2 separate regions of the Sus scrofa genome follow, and region 2 is linked to region 1. A link is a contact called in public HiChIP or PLAC-seq data. All regions are on one chromosome and are shown on one strand. The core of a region is the stretch at or near the end of the contact, and the rest is flanking DNA. Distances in the headings are between cores, read along the strand shown.

Evidence for each region. HiChIP or PLAC-seq counts read pairs in DNA pulled down with a chosen protein or histone mark.
Region 2: a contact with region 1 is called in an H3K27ac HiChIP or PLAC-seq map of alveolar macrophages. The contact joins two enhancer-like sites. A contact is called at or near these places in 1 of 47 Hi-C or Micro-C datasets (embryonic fibroblasts) and 1 of 2 datasets of contacts at active chromatin or transcription factors (alveolar macrophages).

Annotation. Positions count from the first base shown.
Region 1 is chr13:9,867,255-9,873,851 of Sscrofa11.1, forward strand. The region is part of intron 2 of LOC106505551 (a long non-coding RNA gene); the gene reads left to right. Among named protein-coding and RNA genes, the nearest start is that of UBE2E2, 130 kb to the right of the region's middle. Within about 2 kb of position 2,652, at least 2 of the 83 cell types and tissues checked have an H3K27ac peak or open chromatin away from gene starts, as enhancers often do. A contact at or near this core is called in alveolar macrophages, where this site is marked.
Region 2 is chr13:10,037,469-10,044,065 of Sscrofa11.1, forward strand. The region is part of intron 2 of UBE2E2 (UB2E2); the gene reads left to right. Among named protein-coding and RNA genes, the nearest start is that of UBE2E2, 37 kb to the left of the region's middle. Within about 2 kb of position 4,068, at least 1 of the 83 cell types and tissues checked has an H3K27ac peak or open chromatin away from gene starts, as enhancers often do. A contact at or near this core is called in alveolar macrophages, where this site is marked.

The DNA.
Region 1 (6,597 bases), core at 1,402-3,901:
GCAGGCACGCCGTGAGGATGCTCAAGCAGCCCTGTGCAGAGGCCATCTAGAGAGGCCAACATCAGCACCGACTTGCCAGACATATGAGTGAGTCCCCTTGGAAATGGATCCCCTAGTCCCAGTCAAGCCTTCAGACAACTGTGTCCCCAGCTTACGAGCAATCCCAAATCCAAACCACCAGTCAGAGCCACTACCAAGTTTCTCACCCACAGTAAACTTCAGAGGTAACAAATGACTATTTTAAGCCATTAAGCTTTGGGGAAATTTGTTGTGCAGCCATGATGGTTAAAACAGTCACTATATGGATGACAAGTACCATTAACTCCACACAGGATGTTTTGCACAGGGATCTGCTTTCCCAGGCAGAAGATTGGAAACTTCTGCTTTGAACAAGGTAAAGCACCTCTGCATTCTCACATTTGGGGGTATTCTAGAGCGCCAGATTTTGATGCAGTAGGTCTGAAAACAAGCAGTTGAAACCTAGCTATTCTAAATAGCCTTTTCCAATAGAAGGATTTCAAGTGTTGGTTTTGGCCTTTGAGATCTCTTTTAAAAATAACACACTTTTCCTAATTTAATCATGATGACAAGCCATGTGGGGGAAGGGATATGGTTTGTGGTTTTGACTTTTATGCTCTCTTTTGGGGGTTTTTGGTCCATTTTTATTCACTCAGCTTGGAGAGGCTCACCCTTAGGTAAGCTCTCAAAATAACAAACATACAAGCTATGAAGCTCTGTGGTAAAATAATATTATATGTGTGAAAAGCCCAAGGAGAAATGTTAGATACAGAGAGGGAGAAGTTTTTAAAAAGAATTGTTGAGATATTTTCCAAGTCCATCTTCAAGAAAGGATCTCACATGACTTTATATGGGGTCTACTGTGACAAACCACAAAATGTACGAATGAGAACACTATTCGAGACAACAGGTAATCAACCAAAGATACATGGATGGTGTTTTCATCCAGGTAAATGTTACACCCGTCATGCATTTTCTCGACACAAGTATCATCTCTTTGCAATGTCTATCATGGGCACTGGAAGAGTCAAAATTAGGATGAGACAAGTGAGGCACCTAAGGTAAAAATTGAGGAGGCGTTTGCACAAACCTGAAAATGGGTGCCTCCTGAAATTTTGTGCTTTGAGCACCTGCCAACCACACCCTCCGTACAAAAGTATGGCATATGTGTTGTAATCTATCTTCTTGATTCTAGAACCATATAACAATTTTTCCCTTAACAGATTTTTAGAGAAAATTCTCAAACATCAGTAAGCAATTATAGAGATTGGACGTTATCTTCAGGAAATCTGGCTTTCAAGTTTCCATTAGCAATGCATCAAATTACATCTAATTAAATCCTTTGATGACATAAGTAGAATCTCTGTACCATTTGTTCTGTATTTTTAAACCTAAAATAACCTTTAAACAAAATGTTACCCGATGCTTTCTCATTCTAGAGAAGAACCAGAAACCCTTGCAAATAAGCTAGCTCCCTGTACGCCTCTGGTGTGCATCACTCGGAGTGGTAAAAAGGAATGAGAAGAAAAGAATTCTCACTGAGAAAGAAAGATGGGATGACCACAGTCCATGATGGCTTCCCTCAGCTCTTCTCAGTACTGGGCACTGAGGTTTTCCATCTACAGCCCACGTTCCACCAAGTCAGGGCTCCCTCGCTTGTTGTTTAGGGCTGGTGGAGCAAACAGTGCCCCAGCAGCACCCATGGGCATCACCTAAGAGTTTGTTAGATATGCAAAAATCTCAGGTCCCACTCCAGCCCTGCTACGTCAGTACCTATATTTTCACAAGATCCCCGAGTGATGTGTAGACATGTCCAGGGTGAGAGGCATCTTGGCATTTGCAAGAGTGGGAGCTTTTCCAGGGCTGAGCTGAAGGAGCGGGAAGGAGGGGACAACTGGGGCTGGAGGTGAGGAGGAGGGGCCACTGGCTGGGAGCTTCAGCCACAGAGGAACACGGGCTAAGATGGAGGGTCAGGGCTATAAATATCCCCACTTCCAGAGTACCTGGTACCTCTTCTAAGAGGTGGCTCAGCAGTAAAGAACCTGACTAGTATCCATGAGGAAGCTGGTTTGATCCCTTGCCTCACTCAGTGGCTTAGGGATCCAGCGTTGCTGCAATCAGTACTGTGGGTTACTGATGTGGCTTGGATCCCAAGTTGCTGTGGCTATAGCGTAGTCTGGCAGCACTGCAGCTCCAATTTGAACACTAGCCTGGGAACTTCCATATGCCACAGGTGGGGCCCTAAAAAAAGACCCAAAAAAATATCCCCACTTCCTTCTCTGCCACTTTTCAGTCTCCTACCACTGCCTCCCATTAACCGAAACCAACTGGAAACAAAAAGACCAGGGAGCCGAGGTGACTTGGTCCATGGCAATCAGCTTTCCAGGGCACAGCACTGCAGGGAAAGATGGAGAAGAGATCTTGGGCAGCAGGAAAGAGAACAGCCAGCACAGGGAGCAAGTTCCAGTGCCTAAGGATATTGAAAAAGACGTCAACTTGGATTTTTTTTTCTTTCCTTTTTTTTTTTTTTTTTTTTTTTTTTTTGCCTTTTTAGGGCCGCACCCAAGGCATAAGGAAGTTCCAGGCTAGGTCAAATCAGAGCTGCAACTTCCAGCCTAGGCCACAGCCACAGCAACACCAGATCCAAGCCAGATCTATGACCTACACCACAGCTCAAGGCAATACTGGATCCTTAACCCACTGAGCGAGGCCAGGGATCCCAGGAATCGAACCTGCTGGATTCATTACTACTGAGCCACAATGTAGGGAGAGAAGAGGTTGCTTCCCCTCCCCAAACAAGGTAGAGATCTCTAATGAAGCGCCAAAAGAATTACTTATAAAGAACAGGTATTACAGCAAGAAGTAGAGATGGGCATTTTATTCCCTCTCTGGATGTCTGACCGGCCAGCAGCTCTAAGTCCATGCTCTCTACAAAAGAGAAGGGACTTGGAGAGAGATGGCAAGTGGGGGATGGGAGGAGTACCAGGTAGAAAGAAAGTCAGGTCTGTCCCCAGCCCCCTCAGGTGCTTGATTTCAGACAGACATGGAAGATGAGATAAACCCACTGTCTGCCAGCCTCAGAGATGATTTTTGCCAAGTAGAGGCAGAAAAACTTTTCTTAGAACAGTCACAGTCAGGTATTTTAAGAGGCAAAGGTGTGTCTTATCAAAGAATGAGAATGGACACCATCCTTGGTTGGGAGAGGTACGCCAACATGACCAAGGGCTACAAAAGCCCCCACTGCTGAGTGGAAGCCAGCCACTCTTGCAAGAGGCGAATTGAGACTTTCACCACCACTGAGCTCAGAAAGGCTAGAAACAGCAGATCCCGCCTAGGAAGGAAGGTTATGAGTCAGTTCCCCATGCCCATGCCCATGCAAACCCAGCAGCTGGAGTCACACATAGATCTGGGCTTCACTAGAGTTGGGGAGGAGACCTTCTCTCAACTGCATTTGAGATTGACGTATTCAAATAAACATAATCATCAATATTGAAATGAAACCTTCTAACTGAAGATCACAAGAAAGTTATGGAAAGGCGCTGGGGTATTAAGGAACCGACTCAGCACCTAATCAAAAATGGAAGTTTCAAATATCACAGTCACAGGAAAATCTACTCAATGGTTTGTAATAATCTATATAGGAAAAAAAGAATGGATATATTCAGTGTATGACTGATTCACTTCGCTGTACACCTGAAACGAATATAGCATTGTAAGTCAGCTATAGTCCAATAAAATTAAATATAAAAAATATAGTCATTTTTTAAAATGAAATCATTTCATATTTATGTTCCAACTAATTATCTCCTCAATAATTATCTTTATATTTAAAAAGTTAAATATAGGTGTTCTCTAGTGGCTCAGCAGGTTAAGGATCCAGTGTTGTCACTGCTGTGGCATGAGTTCAATCCCTGGCCTGGGAACTTCTGCATGCCATGGGCATGGCCAAAAATAAGTAAATAAATAAATAAATAATAAAAATAAAAGGTTAAATAAATAGACTTATGCATATAAAAAGAACTGGAAAGCTATTTATCAGCTTGGTAATGGAAGAGAGATTATGGCAAGTGACAAGCCTGAAAGATAAATTCTTTGGAGTTTGAAACATAATAAGCATGTATTTACATTTTATTTATGGAATTATCATAAGGAGAAAATGAAAATCTTTCTTGCACATTCTCTCTGCGGCACTGTGAGCCCTTCTAAAGGTGAATAACATGCTGTGAGGGTGGGAGGGGATCATACCTGCAAAGCTTTTCTTCTAAGTCCTGGCAGAAAAGATGCTCAATTCGTCTTCTCATCTTGGCTCTCTCATTACACTTTCATCACTAGCATCTTACATGAAATGCTGTGGTCCAAATGTCATTTTATGTTTAACAATGAGAAACATTAGCATAAATACTGCAAATCCAGCTATTATCTTCATTTTCATTCCCATTCGAAGGCTCGGTATTAAATATTTTCTTCATAAATGAAGAGCATCTTGTCAGTGTTTTCAGTAGAGGTGTATTTATTCAATTCTTCCTAGGTTCCTTTTGCAGTCTAAAAATAAATGTGTTTTTCTGCTTACCATGAACACAGCTGTGACTCAAATTTTTCCTTCATCCTTGTGGTTCTGACATGCCTTTTCCTGGATCAGTCTCTCCCGTGGAGCACTTTTAGCGAGACTCCCAGAAAAGCACCACATGCGTGATTCCAAACGTGCAGAATGTCCCAGAAAACCTCAGCGACGTCTCCCCGTGTTCCTGCCTCCATTGCCTCGTGAGTTTTATCGTGTGCCCTTTCCTGGCTCACACCCATCTAGCTCTTTCCCTGCCGAGCTGGCAAAGCCGCTTAGGCAACTAACCCCTAGCGGTCCACTCTTCATCCATTCTAGAAGCATTTACAAGGGCTTCCTCTGTGTCAGGTCTATATGGGGGCTGGAGGATAACAATGGATAAAATATGCTCATCCCTGGTGCTCACACACCAAGGCCATGACGTTCCCATGGCTTATCAGTCAAGAACCGTATTCCAAGATTAACATGAATACCGTCCCTGCGACGCTTTGTACTTTTCAATTGTGATTATCATGATGAGCTTTACGGTTAACACTATACTAGTTGGTTGGGCGACACACGCGCGCGCGCGCACACGCGCGCACACACTCACACACACAAAGCTCCACTTCATTTTCTTTCACATTTTCTGCCTGTGATAACCTCCTCTCTGGGTCATAAAATGTTAACAGAGTAATCTTAATTTTATGAGCAGTGAAAGCTGTTAACAGTAACTTTAAGAGTGTTTACTTAACATAACAACCAGATTGAACATGACTTGATCCAGTGGCGATACATCACAACCCTTAAAATGCTGTCACAATCACGACTATTTTGTTGAATGGGCTTAAATCAGCTATGCAAGTGAACTTCTCTGGCATAATTCACATGAGCCACAAATGAAACTAGAGGTTTACTCTTCTATCACTATTCTGCCTGTAACTCTGAACTCCCTGGAAGGACTTTTGTTGGAAATACCTGATTTACTGTGATTGTCCCAGCTCTCTGCTTACTTGTGCTTTTTTTTTTTTTTTTTTTTTTTTTCCCCACTGTACAGCAAGGGGGTCAGGTTATCCTTACATGTATACATTACAATTACATTTTTCCCCCACCCTTTCTTCTGTTGCAACATGAGTATCTAGACATAGTTCTCAATGCTATTCAGCAGGATCTCCTTGTAAATCTATTCTAAGTTGTGTCTGATAAGCCCAAGCTCCCAATCCCTCCCACTCCCTCCCCCTCCCATCAGGCAGCCACAAGTCTCTTCTCCAAGTCCATGATTTTCTTTTCTGAGGAGATGTTCATTTGTGCTGGATATTAGATTCCAGTTATAAGTGATATCATATGGTATTTGTCTTTGTCTTTCTGGCTCATTTCACTCAGTATGAGATTCTCTAGTTCCATCCATGTTGCTACAAATGGCATTATGTCATTCTTTTTTATGGCTGAGTAGTATTCCATTGTGTATATATACCACATCTTCCGAATCCAATCATCTGTCGATGGACTACTTGTGCTTTTGAATAAAGTTCATACTAACGTAGCCTTTCAGATACAAGCACGTCTTTAATTAACTTGTCATTAATTCCACTCATCAAAATAAAGCTTTTGAGAGAATTGTTTCTCAACATTGAGTTTACATTGTTTATTTGAGAAGAAAAGAAACACGGAGTTTCCTGGTGGCTCAGCAGGTTAAGGTTAACCACTGCTGTGGCACATGTTGGGTCCCTAGCTCAGGAACTTCTGCATGCCTCAGAAAAACAGCCAAAAGAAAGAGACAGAAGAAAGAAACAAAAATTCAAAGAAAATAGAATGTACAGGCTTTGAAAGAAGGGAAATTAGTAAACCCATGGCCTGTGAAACTCACCTCTGAATCTGGCTCTTGGGACCAATTAAATATTGTGTCGGGAGTTCCCATTGTGTTCAGGAGAAACAAATCCGACTAGTAACCATGAGGTTGAGGGTTCGATCCCTGGCCTCAATCAGTGGATTAAGGATCCAGCATTAACCGAAAGCTGTGGTGCAGGTTACAGACATGGCTC
Region 2 (6,597 bases), core at 2,818-5,317, 170 kb after region 1:
TTTGTTTCCTCTGCACCACAGCGGGAACTGCTTCTCTTTTATGGATAGAAAAGGAATTTCTATGCAATTTCCCTACGACTTAAACTTAATTCTGAACTATAATCCCTGATTGAAGGAGGAGTTAGGAGGATCAGGTGAAATTTGAAATTGTTCCACAGAATCTGAGTTCTGCCAGCTAAGTGGAATATTGAAAATTTAGAATGTTTAAAGCAAAAACATCTCCTGACCAGTTTGCATATGGAAGCCTCAAAAAAAGAATGTGCCATGTTATAAAATTAATTATAACATATAAACATTCAAGTTGTATGGCATCAGAACTACCTGAAAAATTTTTAGTGCTGGGGTTCCCATTGTGGCACAGTGGAAGCAAATCCAACTAGGAACCATGAGGTTTCGGGTTTGATCCCTGGCCTCCCTCAGTGGGTTAAGGATCTGACATTGCTGTGAGCTGAGGTGTAGGTCACAGATGTGGCTCAGATCCCGAGCTGCTGTGGCTGTGGTGTAGGCCAGCAGCTACAGCTCTGATTCGACCCCTAGCCTGGGAACCTCCATATGCCACAGGTGCAGCCTTAAAAAAAAAAAAAAAAAAAAAAAAAAAAAAGCAAAAAGTAAAAATAAAAAATAGAAATTTTTAGTGCCAACATGATCTTATATGCTTTGTGTCTTATTTAACTTTTGTCAATTCATCCCTGAAGAAAAGAGGGCTCATGCTTGGGAGAAGGGTAGTTTAGAGAGTATAGAGGAGAGTCCTTTAGCTGTTGCTGTCTTCTGATCAGTGAGTAGGTCTCCTTGGGTGAAAGGTGGGAGATGTTCTTTCAGTTCTTGGGTTTTGCTTGCGAACAGCTCCCTTTGCTGAGTGTGACTTCAGTCTTTCCTTAACAAGTCAACTCCTTTATCCAATATTCAGCTGAATGGACAGTATTTATTTAGAACAATGCTAGAGGAAAACTGGTTGTGCTGGCCTTACTGAGGGATAACACTTTACAGGCTGATTTAAGGAGATATTCAAAGGTAATTTTGACTGCAATTTTTGCCTTTTATGATGACTTTATTTATTTATTTATTTATTTATTTTTTGTCTTTTTGCCATTTCTTGGGCCGCTCCCATGGCATATGGAGGTTCCCAGGCTCGGGGTCAAATCAGAGCTGTAGCCACCGGCCTACGCCAGAGCCACAGCAACGCAGGATCCGAGCTGCGTCTGCAACCTACGCCACAGCTCATGGCAACGCCGGATGTTAACCCACTGAGCAAGGGCAGGGACGAACCCGAAACCTCATGGTTCCTAGTCGGATTCGTTAACTACTGCGCCACGGCAGGAACTCCTATGATGACTTTAGAATCTAATTTTGGAGTAAGCTGTGACTTTGCTGTAATTTCACATGAATTAAAGATTAACTACACCAACAGAGCTGAAGCCAAATGGAGGCATTTGAGAACAAATGGCTTCAAGAAATACTGGACATTCAGTTAAGATATGCATAGAGAAATAAGTCTTTAATAAGTTTTTTCTTTAAAGGCCTCTTAGTATTGTTTCCATCTTCTTAAAACTTTGGCCAAAGAGAAAAAGTGAGAGGCAAGGGATTGATTCAGAATATAGTTAAATTAGCGAAGATTAGAGATTGTAGTGACTTTGATAATAAATATCTACAATAAATAAAAATCAGGTCATTTTAATTAAATCTGGTAGTTAAAATGGCTTCTATATTAATGTAAAGTTTTAAAAATATATATCCTTAAAGAATTGTATAATAGCTGATAAGTTATGTATGTCAGACCCTGTCCAACCCTGTTTAATGTTAACAAATCTATGTAGGTCAGTAGACCCTGGACTAGGAGATATATATATATATTTAATTCTCACCAACTCTATTAAGAGTGAAGACGTTATTATAGCCTTGTAGATGAGAAGCTGCAGTATAGTCACACAGCTGGAGTTCCCGTCGTGGCTCAGTGGTTAACGAATCCAACTAGGAACCATGAGGTTGCAGGTTCCATCCCTGGCCTTGCTGGTGGGTTAAGGTTCCGGCATTGCCATGCATGAGCTGTAGTGTAGGTCACAGACACAGCTCAGATCCTGCGTTGCTATAGCTCTGGAGTAGGCTGGCGGCTATAGCTTGGATTAGACCTGTAGCCTGGGCACCTCCATATGCTGCAAGTGTGGCCCTAGAAAAGGCAAAAAGACAAAAGAAAAAAAAAAGAAAAAAGAAAAGAAAAAAAAGGAAAGTCACACAGCTATTAAGTAGATGAGCCAGGATTTAAATGCAGACTGGCTCTGTTTCCTATACTCTTAGCATATCTTCTGTGCTGATTCTTGATTCTCTATTACATTACTGTGTCATATGTAAAGGTTCCAAATGCCCACTCCAATATATGGAAAGTGACTGCTTTGAGGATTCTGAGATTAGGTCTGTACTCAGTGAAAATTTTCTCATTTTATATTTTGGGCTGTTTTGAGCATGAGCTTGGAGAGCGGTGGTATAACATCTTTCTCACCTTGTAATCAAACTAGATTATCAGAAAGCTAGTTAGTCTTATATTTTAGTATTATTCCCTCATATTTCACTGGTCTTTATAAGATGCAGTTATATGGTAAATATTTCTGCATCTCCTATGAAACTGTCTCTTACAGTGTTCAGTATTACTTTTATAAGAATTCGCATGCCATATTCTTCAAAGATTTGTTTCAGAGCAAAGTTTTCTTACGATCTGGCAAGCTTCCTTCTATCAGCCATTGAGAATTATTTCGTCCATTGTGTTTTCTCTTTGCTTCAGCTGCAAGGAAGCTTGGAGTTGTATTTCATTTTCATTACAGTAATTTTATTAGCCTAGGCTTTTGATATGGATAATTTCTTCTCTAGTTCTCTGTGGCAGGAGTTTTAAATCCATCTTCTGTGTCTCAGCTTTAGGAGTTCATGAACCCCTCTCAAATGATAGGTAAAATTGTTTGTGTGCATGTGGGAATCTAAGGGAGTGTCCTCAGCTTTTATCAAAATTTCGGTGACCACAACCCTCGCCCAAGAGATAAAGAACCATTCTCCTCTGGGTTAGCTGTTCATTTTATATTTTAATGGTCTAATTGTTAGTCTTATGGTCTAATAGTCTAAAAGTCTCTTGTTATTTCTGTTTATGAGCTTTTTGGTGATAAGTAGGCTATAAGTCATACCTTCACATTCAAGTTGTTAGTCTATTTCTCAATTTTGTCAGAAAGTTATAAAGCACTTCTCTTTAATTTTAAAAACACAGTCTTGGAAACTTGAAGAATAGTTGATGTCTTCATGCAAACTGTATACTTAATATGTTTATTTTTTTATTAAAGGAGTGTTTCTTAAATTTATTACCTTAAATAGTAATAGTAAATTATTTGTAAAACAGTTAATTATTAACTTATATTTTGAATTAACATATTTACGCCATAAAATCTATATGTGTAAATGATATTCCTACATCTTCCTATCTTCTTCCTTTGTTCTGTGGGTAAACAGAAAAGATTAGATTCTAATCATCTCTCTGGATTACTTCTGCATTAGAGAAACAACTCTCAAAATCATAGGATAGGGTTACCAGCAGTTTGCCATACTCATATATTTACAGGTAAAAGTTACAACCATTAGAGGTAAATAAAGCCTATGCTGCTAACCTCACTACTTAGATTCATTTCCTTAGCTGTCGTTTTAAGTGTTTTTATAGGTTTTCAAATGCAGATTATATTATGCTACATAAATGTGTTATAATGGGGGGGCATGTATTATGTTTTTATTGTAACAAGTTTTTAGGTCTAATTGACTGTTTATTTGCAACAAAGTAAAATCACAATTACTCAAGTTGGAAAAGAAAAATAAAGCTATCTGCTTTTCACTAGCAATATCTTGGTTGTTTAAATCTATAAGTTGTATATAAATATTTTTCTGTTGAGCTGATGACTGACAAAAAAACTTCCAAGGTGTCATTATAATAAAAATGGTTGTATCTGTGAATTATTATATAGCAGTGTGAATTATGCGTGGATTGTAATAAATTACTCAATAGTTTTTAATGCCACAGTTATAGAACCCTGTGAGTAATAGAGATCTGAGGACTTATGACTTAGGAAAATGAATCACACACTCTTATCCAGCTTGGTACCCTGCAGGCTGTGTATATAAAAAAAGAATTTGTGTGACTTAACCATAGACGTTGAAATTTGGTGTGCCAACAAAAACAGATTTTCTTAAACAATGTGACTTATGGTCCCATAATAGAAAGAACAGACTAAATCTGTGGCATTGTCTTGTCCTTCATTATAAAGTGTGTTTACTTTTGTATTCATGGTGGTTTAATAGCCTGTAAAGAGACTAGTAAGATTGTAATAATGGGTAGTATTTTCTACATTTTATCTTTTAGTAAGGAGTATATGAGAAACATTTATTGAATGTAAATGGTACTGAAATAGGTTTTGTGGGATCATGCAGAGATGGCTTACTTCTTACCCATGGGCGGAGAGTTAAATATAAAAGAGAAGTAAAACTAAGAGAAAGATACCACTCCAACTGAAAGCATGCTGGCTATGCCTCAGTAGCAGTGGAAATGTTCATAACCTTTAGTTCACTAATTTAACATACGGGCCTCTAGCATATGGAAAATAATTAAAAATAAAGACTATTACATGCAACAGTGAAAATGTGAAGGTAAACAGTGTTATGTGGAGAGAAATGCCTGAAGTTAATTCTTTGGATGGTTATATATCCAGTAAAAACAAATAGGCAAACTATTTGGGAATATGAAAAGATGTATATAAAAAGGAGTAGGCCATATTATATGTCATTTGTGATTATAAGTGTATAAAATTAGAAATATTTTTAAAATTTGAAAGGAAAAGAAAAATTTAGTTGATAATCCTGGTGCTAGAGTCATGCATGAAGTTATCTTCTTTCCTCTCTTCTGGCCTCTTTTTGGAGTAGTAGTATACTAGTCTTAAAATTTAAATGTAGGTTTATATTTTCAAGAAGATCTAGTTCTTGTTCTCAAGGAACTGCTAGTCTAGTGGGATAGAATTACCGTAAAAGGAAATATGTTACTGCCTTGAGAGAGACAACATAAATGCTCTGGGAAGACTCTTGAAATTCAGTTTTCTACATACTGTGTTCTTATAAATTCAGGTGAACCTTAAAATTTAATATTTCTTCATGAAATAAATAAACTAGATTTTTAGAGGTACTAAAACTGTTAATGAGATGCTATTTCTTTTATTCACATTTTGATTGTAGAACCAATCATTTATATTCTACACTCTTATGCTACAGAATAGTCAGCTAGGTATTTACTTAAATAAACTTGAGCAATGCTTATACAACTCCTGGCATATATCTGAGGGTGGGAGTGAATGAAGAAGACCTTGGTCCCAGCTCCAGGTCTTTAGTTGAGGAGAATGTCTTTGCATCTGATTAGACCCTGCTACTTCATTAATACCTGCACCAGTGTTCAAGGAGGAATGACTTGAAGTCATGGGGGAGAGGAATTTTGACTGAGGGATGCAGGAAAGACTTTACAGAGGTTGTGACAGGCCTTGAAGGATGGTAAAAGGTCATGAAATAAGCAGTGATGATTTTCATTAGGGGCTTTAAAAGCACACAGGATCCATGAAGTAGATATAGGACAGGTATTGGGAATAGCATGCGTGAAGTCACAGAGATAGGAATCCTGGGTTTAGGGAACATCTGGGTTGCTGTGTGTTTCTGGTGATGTAAGTAATAGGTGTTTGTGTGTCAGGGAGAGGAGACTTGGTAGTCAGTGTTTAGGAAGCTGGTCCCTGCTAGTATGTGCAAGTGACTGGGTAGATAGAGGTGAAAAAGTTTTTTTTTTTTTCTAGAAACATGTCATCTAGTATGTGGACCAAGAATTAACTAAAATCCAATATATTGGCTTAAATTTGTATGTTAAAGGTTTTTTTTTTTTTTTTTTTTTTTTTTTTTCCTTACTAAAATTCTTACAAAACTGATCCAAACATTGTGTTTTTTAAAGGAACCCATAGGAAATGGGATGATATGGGGTAGGGATTTGATCCTGTCTGGGAGGGAGGTGGGAGAGGGGTGACAAGGAGGACTTGTAGGAGGCTCTGTTTTCCTGGGCTTTGAAGGAGAAGTAGCAATCAGGGAAGACAGCAGTAGGGAGAGATCAGTCTGGAAAGGTGTAGTCAGATTATTCTCAAGGTGGTTATACAGACTTAAAGGGATTTAGGGACTCATTTTCTTTAAGGCATTTTTTTCTTGAGCCTCATGATATGTCAGTAAACCGTGTTTAAAAGAAATTTGGTAACGAGAAGGATAAGCTGGTGCTGCCTAGGTGGTTTATGATTTCGCATAACCAGGCCATCTTCAGCCCATCTTATTTAAGAACAGTTTGTTGGGAGATAGTGAAGGGCAATGTAAGGAGTTGCTTTTATTTAATTTTAAAACAGCACAATTTGAAAAAAAAAGGTGAAGGTTTACTAATGAAATGCTGTGTGAGCAGAAAGCAAAAATTCAGAAATTTACTGAGGCAACTAAAGGGAACTGAGAAATATAGATGTAGAAAGAGTTAAAGTAGGGAGAGGTGATATTTTCAAATAATTGATACTGGCC